2 separate regions of the Cricetulus griseus genome follow, and region 2 is linked to region 1. Evidence: chromatin contacts called from public Hi-C data. All regions are on one chromosome and are shown on one strand. The core of a region is the stretch at or near the end of the contact, and the rest is flanking DNA. Distances in the headings are between cores, read along the strand shown. Region 1 has its middle 35 kb from the start of Foxk1. Region 2 overlaps Foxk1 (forkhead box protein K1).

Region 1 (3,207 bases), core at 178-2,677:
ATTCCTGAAAGGCCTGTCCTTTTCTGAAGGGAAATGCAGGAATGGACAGGGAGGGGACAGAGGGAGAGGCACTGGGAGGTAAGGAGGAAGGACAAACTGTGGTCAGTATGTAATATATGAGAATAAATTATTTTTTAAATCTAAAAAAAATGTATAAAATTTTAATTAAAATCACCCTTTCTTTCAGCAGTCACCACTTGACATTTTTGTCTTTGTCAACAATTTTCTCCACTAGAGTAGAAAGTCCCTGAAGTGAAGTCCTTACCTGTGTGGGTCACCTACCTCCTTGCATAATACCTAGTGTCTAGTAAGCAAGAACGCGTTTATAAAATGAATACAAACCAGAGATGGCGGAGAGTGAGGGCTGCAGCCCCAGGCTAGTATTAGGGAGGTAAGAGACTAATCTAATAGGGGCTTAAACTGGGTATTGTTTAAGGGTGGAGGATTCACACGGACAAAGGTGAGAGCCCAGTGGCTCACAGAAAGGGTGCACATTATCCTCCCAGTGAGAAGGAACAAGCACCCGACCTGACATGTAAGAAACTTCAGAACCCGGCTGGGATTTCGGGAATGCACTACCATGCCTGGTTTTGTGGTCTTGGGTTCAATACTAAGCAAGCACTCTGCCCACGAAGCCACAGCCGGGACACCGTAGCCGTTTCTAAGAACAGTCTTCTGTGGCAAAGTACATTCCCACGGTACATTCCATGCCGAGAACTTTCCTAACTTCCCGAGAAAGTACTCTGTCCCTATTAAACACTTTCATTTCCCCCTCCTTAATCCCTGAAGCCACCTTTCTACTTCCTGTGACTGTTAACTATTCCAGGGACCTCTTAGAAGCAGGCTCATGTAGCCTACGGCTGGTCTCGAACTCGTCATCCTGCCTCAGCATCCCCAGCTGCTGAGATTACAAGTGTGAGTCACCTTTTGCACAACGTCCTCGAGGCTCATCATACAGTGTTAATTTCCTCCCATTTTTCAAATAAAACATGCAATGCGCGCGCGTTCCTCGTGTTGTACTAATCGGATTCCTCAGGATCCTCTGCTGCCAGGTTCGCTGTGTCCACTGGGGACACTACGATCAAGAGAAGCAGACAGCATTCTGTCTCGTGCGTGGTCACTACTTAACCTTCCGGCCCCCACTTCCCGGAAGAGTCACCCGGCACTGCGCAAGGACGCACTGGGCGGGGACAGCCACCCGCGCCGGGCCTCGGTGCGCATGCGCGAATGTGGCCGCGGTTGCGCATGTGCGGAGGCTCCGTTCCCCTGGGTTTGAATCCAGCGATCCGGGGTTTCGCTCCCACCGGGAGTTCTGTTTATAAACACACCGCGCGACCGGCGGCGAGGGGTAACCCTAAGACAGTGAGGTCGGAGGTCAGAGGTCAGCGGGCACGGGGAGCAGACGGCGAGAACGGCTTCCGCCACCCACGCGGGCTGTGGGGTGGCCAACAGGGCGACCCTGCCACGGCCCCCGGACTGCCCGGCGCCACGTGGTGCGCACGTGGTCCCGCGCGGCGGCGCGCCCCTCCCCCACGGCATCCGCAGTGCCCCCTGGCGGCGCCTGCTGCCTTCTGCGCGTGCGCCGAGCGCCGCGCCCGCCGCCTTCCGGTGTCCCGACTGAGCACGCCTGCCGTTTCCTGACCCACGCGGGGCAGAGGGAACGGTGGTCCGCGATCACGTGTAAAGCGGAGGCTGCTGCGGTGTGGGCGGGGCCTCGGAGATAACGCTGCCCGGCCAGGGATGAATGGATGGATGGAGGAACGAGCACTCTGCGGGTGGGATCCATGCAGAGCGCCGCCTGTGTGGCCGGCTGCCTGCAGGTTCCATGTTCCACTCTCAGTACACATTCAATCATAAGTGAACGGTTCGAAGAGGAAGTTATTAAAATATTACAGGCGCTTTATTATAGCACTTAGTCTTAGCGATTGTGTTTATGAGATCCTACTGAAGACTCGGCTGCTGTCCAAGCGCTCCATGTAATTGTTAAATAGGTTATTGGATTTTAGGTTGCTGCCTTTTTAAACTTTATGCACTATCCTAATATTTTAACCGTTTATTAGCTATTGTGGATGTGGAGGTCAGAAGACAACCTGTTGGAGTCTGTCCTCTCCTACTTTTGTGAGTTCTGGAGACTCAACTCAGATCAGTGGGCACCTTTACCAACTGAGCCTTCTCACGGGCCCTTTGTACCCTGCTCTAAAAAGATTTGAAGTTTACAGAATAGATAAACAAGTATTCCAGGCTTGGTAACACTTGTAATCTCAGCACTTGGAAGGCTGAGGCAGGAGGATCTTGAGCTCCAAACTGGATTGGACTGTATAGGGAGAACCCCTCTGAAATAAAGTGACAAGCCATGGTACACACCTCCTATCCCAGCACTTGGGAGACTGAGGCAAGGAGTATCAGAAGGACAAGGTTATCCTCAGTTACCTAGCAAGGAAGGCCAGGCTGGGATATATGAAAACATGGCTCAAAATAAAATATATACACACACAGTTGTGACTGTGTATAGCTTCCCTTGTAACCAGAGAAAGGCCTGCTGGCTTGACCTTGATTGAATAACACCATATGGAATGAGTGGGAGGCCCTCACATTCACACCTCTGCTTTTTGTTCGTTTTTTTTTTTTTTTTTTTTTTTTTTGGGGGGGGGTATGTTTTCAAGACAGGGTTTCCCTGTATAGCTTTGGATCCTGTCCTGGAACTCGCTCTTGTAAACCAGGCTGGCTGGTCTCCAACTCAAAGAGATCCGCCTGCCTCTGCCTCCCAAGTGCTGGGATTAAAAGTGTGTGCCACCACTGCCCGGCTAACACACCTCTCATTCTTTTTCTTTCTTTGTCTTTGGTTTGTTTTTGTTTGTTTGGTTTGGTTTGGTTTTTTTTTTTTGGTTTTCGAGACAGGGTTTCTCTGTATTGCTTTGGAGGTTGTCCTGCAACTTGCTCTGTACACCAGGCTGGCCTTGAACTCCCAGAGATCCGCCTGCCTCTGCCTCCTGAGTGCTGGGATTAAAGACGTGCACCACCAAGGCCCAGCTTCTCACCTCTCATTCTTAAAGTGGTCATGAGACTCACTCTTAGCTGGCTGGCTCCAGATCTTGGTATTTAAACACAGGATCTTGCTATGTAACACAGGCTGGCCTCCAACTCATAATCCTCCTGCCTCTCTCTCTCTCCTGGGTACTGGTATTACAGATATGTGCTGCCATGCCC
Region 2 (3,207 bases), core at 381-2,880, 80 kb after region 1:
AACAGCTTTGGGGGGTTCATTTCTCTTCCCATCATGTGGATCCTGGGGCTCAGTCAAACTCAGGTGGTAAGGGTTAATGGCAAGCATCTTTACCCCCTTATCTGAGCCCCGGATTTGGTTTTTGAGACAGTCTCACACTGTAGTTAGCCTGGCCTGAATTTTGAAGTAATCCTCCTGCTTCAGGCTCCCAAGTGCTAGGATTTCAGGAGTGGATGTTTGATTAGTAAACTGATTTGGTCACTATGAGAGACTATGATGCCCCAGTGGCTCCTGTCATGTCACTTACCCCCAGTACTCAAGAACAGTTAAGGAAGCTATAGCCTGTTAGGTAGACAGGAAATCACGTGGAACGGGTGGGGCAACCTTGAAAGTGTGACTCTAGGAAAAGCTTATGTTCAAGGCCAATCCAGGTGACTTAGTGGTACCCCATCTTATAATAAAGAGGAGTGGGATGAGTTGGGTGGTGGAACAATTACTTCCTTATCCTGGAAGGGACCCTGAGTTTAGTCGGGCATGATGGTACATGCCTGGAATACCAGCACTTGAGGGCAGAAGCTGGAGAATCCCATAGAAGTTCAAGGCTAGCCTGGTCTACATAGTGTCTTAGAGACAGACCAGGCCTACATAATGAGACCTCATCTCAAAATCGAGAGAGGGGGTTGGGGGAAGCTCTAGGCTCAATATCCAGTACTAGGGTGCAAGATTATGGGATTGAATAGGATTATTTTTAGCATTGTTTGTTTTTGAGACAGGATCTCACTGTGTGGCCCTGGCTGACCTGGAACTCACTAAGGAGACCAGGCTGGCCTCAAACTCAGAGATAGTCCTTCGTCTGTCCAGATAAAAACAGTAGTGGGAGTTGGGGATTGCCGGCTTGGTAGGGTGTCTGTCTGGCACACGGGAAGCCCTGGGTTTATCCCCAACACTGTGTAACACTAGGCACTGTGGTGCATGCGAATCCCACTCTGGGGAAGTGGCAGCAGGAGGAAGCTGTGTTATCCTCAGCTATGTAGAGAGCTTGAAGCCATCGTAGATTACAAGAGACTGTCTTAAAAACAAAACCTGACCAAAACGACGTTGGTATGGCTTTTGGTCAGGTGGGACAGTGGTTGTGAAGACCCTAGCCCCCTCTGCAGAGCAGTTGGTACTTTGGTGGCCCCATTACTTCCTTGGAGTGTGGTCTTTATGTCTACCGTATTCCTGCTGAGAGGAAGCAGATCCTTGTCTCCTCAGAGTTCCCACAAGTCCCCATGGGGGAAGGGGACTGGGTTCTTGGTCACCTGTTGAGGTGGTGGCTTGGGACCTGCCCTGGACCTTTAAGTATCACAACAAAAGATCTCTGTTGACATCCGTTTATCTCTGCACTGTGGAATTCCATTGAGCTTTTGTGAAGCTCTGAGGCCTGAGGTTCGCGCCTGCCAAGACCTTTTCAGTTCGAGTTTCTGTGTAGAGGTGGAGCCCTCATGTTTACAAACACACCCTGGCCTTCCTTTCCCAAGCCGCGGGAGCCAGGGCGGGGCTGGCTTGGGGAAAGGGCCTGACTTCCCAGCCAGCAGCCCTGGGTCCCGCCCTATGCAGTCAGCTTGCCTAATTTGGTGAGCTTTGCTAGTGGGTCCCTATTGGCCGACCTGGGCACTGAGGCCTGGGGGGACCTCCCATCTGGGGCTCCTCCCTCCCTGAAGTGGATCCCAAGGATTGGTACCTGCCCCGTGCCCCCTTGCCTCCACTCCACCCCCACCCGACCCTGGCTCCGCTTTGCTGGCCGGCCTGGGCGTCTCCGTGTTTCCCAGGGCGGGTTGTTCCGCTGTGGTTTGAGTGGTGTGTACGTCGGTTTTTTTTGTTGTTGTTTTTTTTTTTTTGGCGGAAGGTGGTGTGTGTGGAGGGGGGGAGTTGGGGGGTGGAGTCCTTTTCCCCGCCTGCAGGGCTCCGCCCAGCAAATGAATGAGCTCTTTGAAAGAAACCGCGGCTTCGACAGTGTTTTGACCTTTCTATCTGTGAAGAGCAAGTGATTTTAGGAAATCAAGGAGCTAGTCATTTGCTGAGGTTACTCAGGGTAAACCAGGCTCCTTGGGGGTACACTTAAGCAAACTTCTAAAAGCAGCCATGAAAATACTTGTGGATCCAGGCATGGGGCACTTGCCAGCAATCCCTGCACTCTGAGGCAGAGGCAGGAAGATTGCAAATTTGAGGCAAGCCTGTGCTACATGAGGAGATCTTGTCTTAAACAAACAAAAAGGGCAGGCGAGATAGCTCCATGGGTAAAATGCTCGTTTGTGTTTGTGCCCCAGTAAAAACCAAGCCAGTGTCGTGTCTGTAACCCCAGTGCTGTGGGGTCCCCTGGCCAGCCAGTCTAGCTGAAACAGGATGCTCTAGGTTCAGTGAGAGACCCTATCTCTAAAATACAGATAAAAAAGGATGGCAAAATGGTTCAGTGAATAAAGGTACTTGCTGCCAAGAACTCCTGGGGACGGAGTTCCCAGAATCCACATGGCCGGATCAGGAAAGTTAACTCATCCGTGCAGTGCCTAGCCTCCCTCTACATATAAACAAATAGCAAAGGTTAGTTAGCATCGACTGCAGAGTCCTGACCCCTTTAGTCATGTAACTTTAGCACAGTTCAACTTTATTGCTGGCTAACTCCATTCTCTTTTGCTCTCCAGAGATCTTTTGCGTTTGGAGGGCATCCAGTCTGCGTTAGAAGTCTAGTGTCCCGCCCTGCCCTGCCCTGCCCTGCCCCGCCCCCAGCCTTGGTTTCACTTGCTTGTGGTTTCAGTTACTCACAGTCCAAAAATATCAAGTGGAAAATTGCAGAAAATGAACAACTTACAAGTTTTCAATTGAGTGCTGCCCTGAGTAGCTCCGCCCTCAGGTGTGACTCCGCCCAGGGTATCCAGAGGGTGGCTTTACCACCAGATTTGCACTAGGGGCTGGGGATATAGATCTGGGGTAGAACACCTGGCCTGCACAAGGTCCTGCAGCCCATGAGTGGTAGGAGGCAAACAGAAATCAATCTTGTTTTTACTTAGCTGGAAATTCAGACATGCTAAAGCCCAGCTGCAAGCTCTGCTATTACTTGAAGAGGTGGCACTTTATCATGGGAGCTTGGGGTATAGGGTTCTGTGCTGTCTGAGGCTTAGGAACCCATGGAGGGCTCTGCACATGTGCCCCAGAAAAGGAGCCTCCTGTATGCTTGTCTTCTTGGCAACT

The links. A called contact is a pair of places that touch in the nucleus more often than the background predicts.
Region 2: a contact with region 1 is called in a Hi-C map of the CHL-YN cell line, with 2.9 times the contacts expected there. The contact joins two enhancer-like sites. A contact is called at or near these places in 2 of 8 Hi-C or Micro-C datasets (the CHL-YN cell line and liver).

Annotation. Positions count from the first base shown.
Region 1 is chr4:78,942,029-78,945,235 of CriGri-PICRH-1.0, forward strand. No RefSeq gene overlaps it. Among named protein-coding and RNA genes, the nearest start is that of Foxk1, 35 kb to the right of the region's middle. Within about 2 kb of position 1,428, at least 6 of the 6 cell types and tissues checked have open chromatin away from gene starts, as enhancers often do.
Region 2 is chr4:79,022,006-79,025,212 of CriGri-PICRH-1.0, forward strand. The region is part of intron 2 of Foxk1 (forkhead box protein K1); the gene reads left to right. Among named protein-coding and RNA genes, the nearest start is that of Ap5z1, 22 kb to the right of the region's middle. Within about 2 kb of position 1,631, at least 6 of the 6 cell types and tissues checked have open chromatin away from gene starts, as enhancers often do.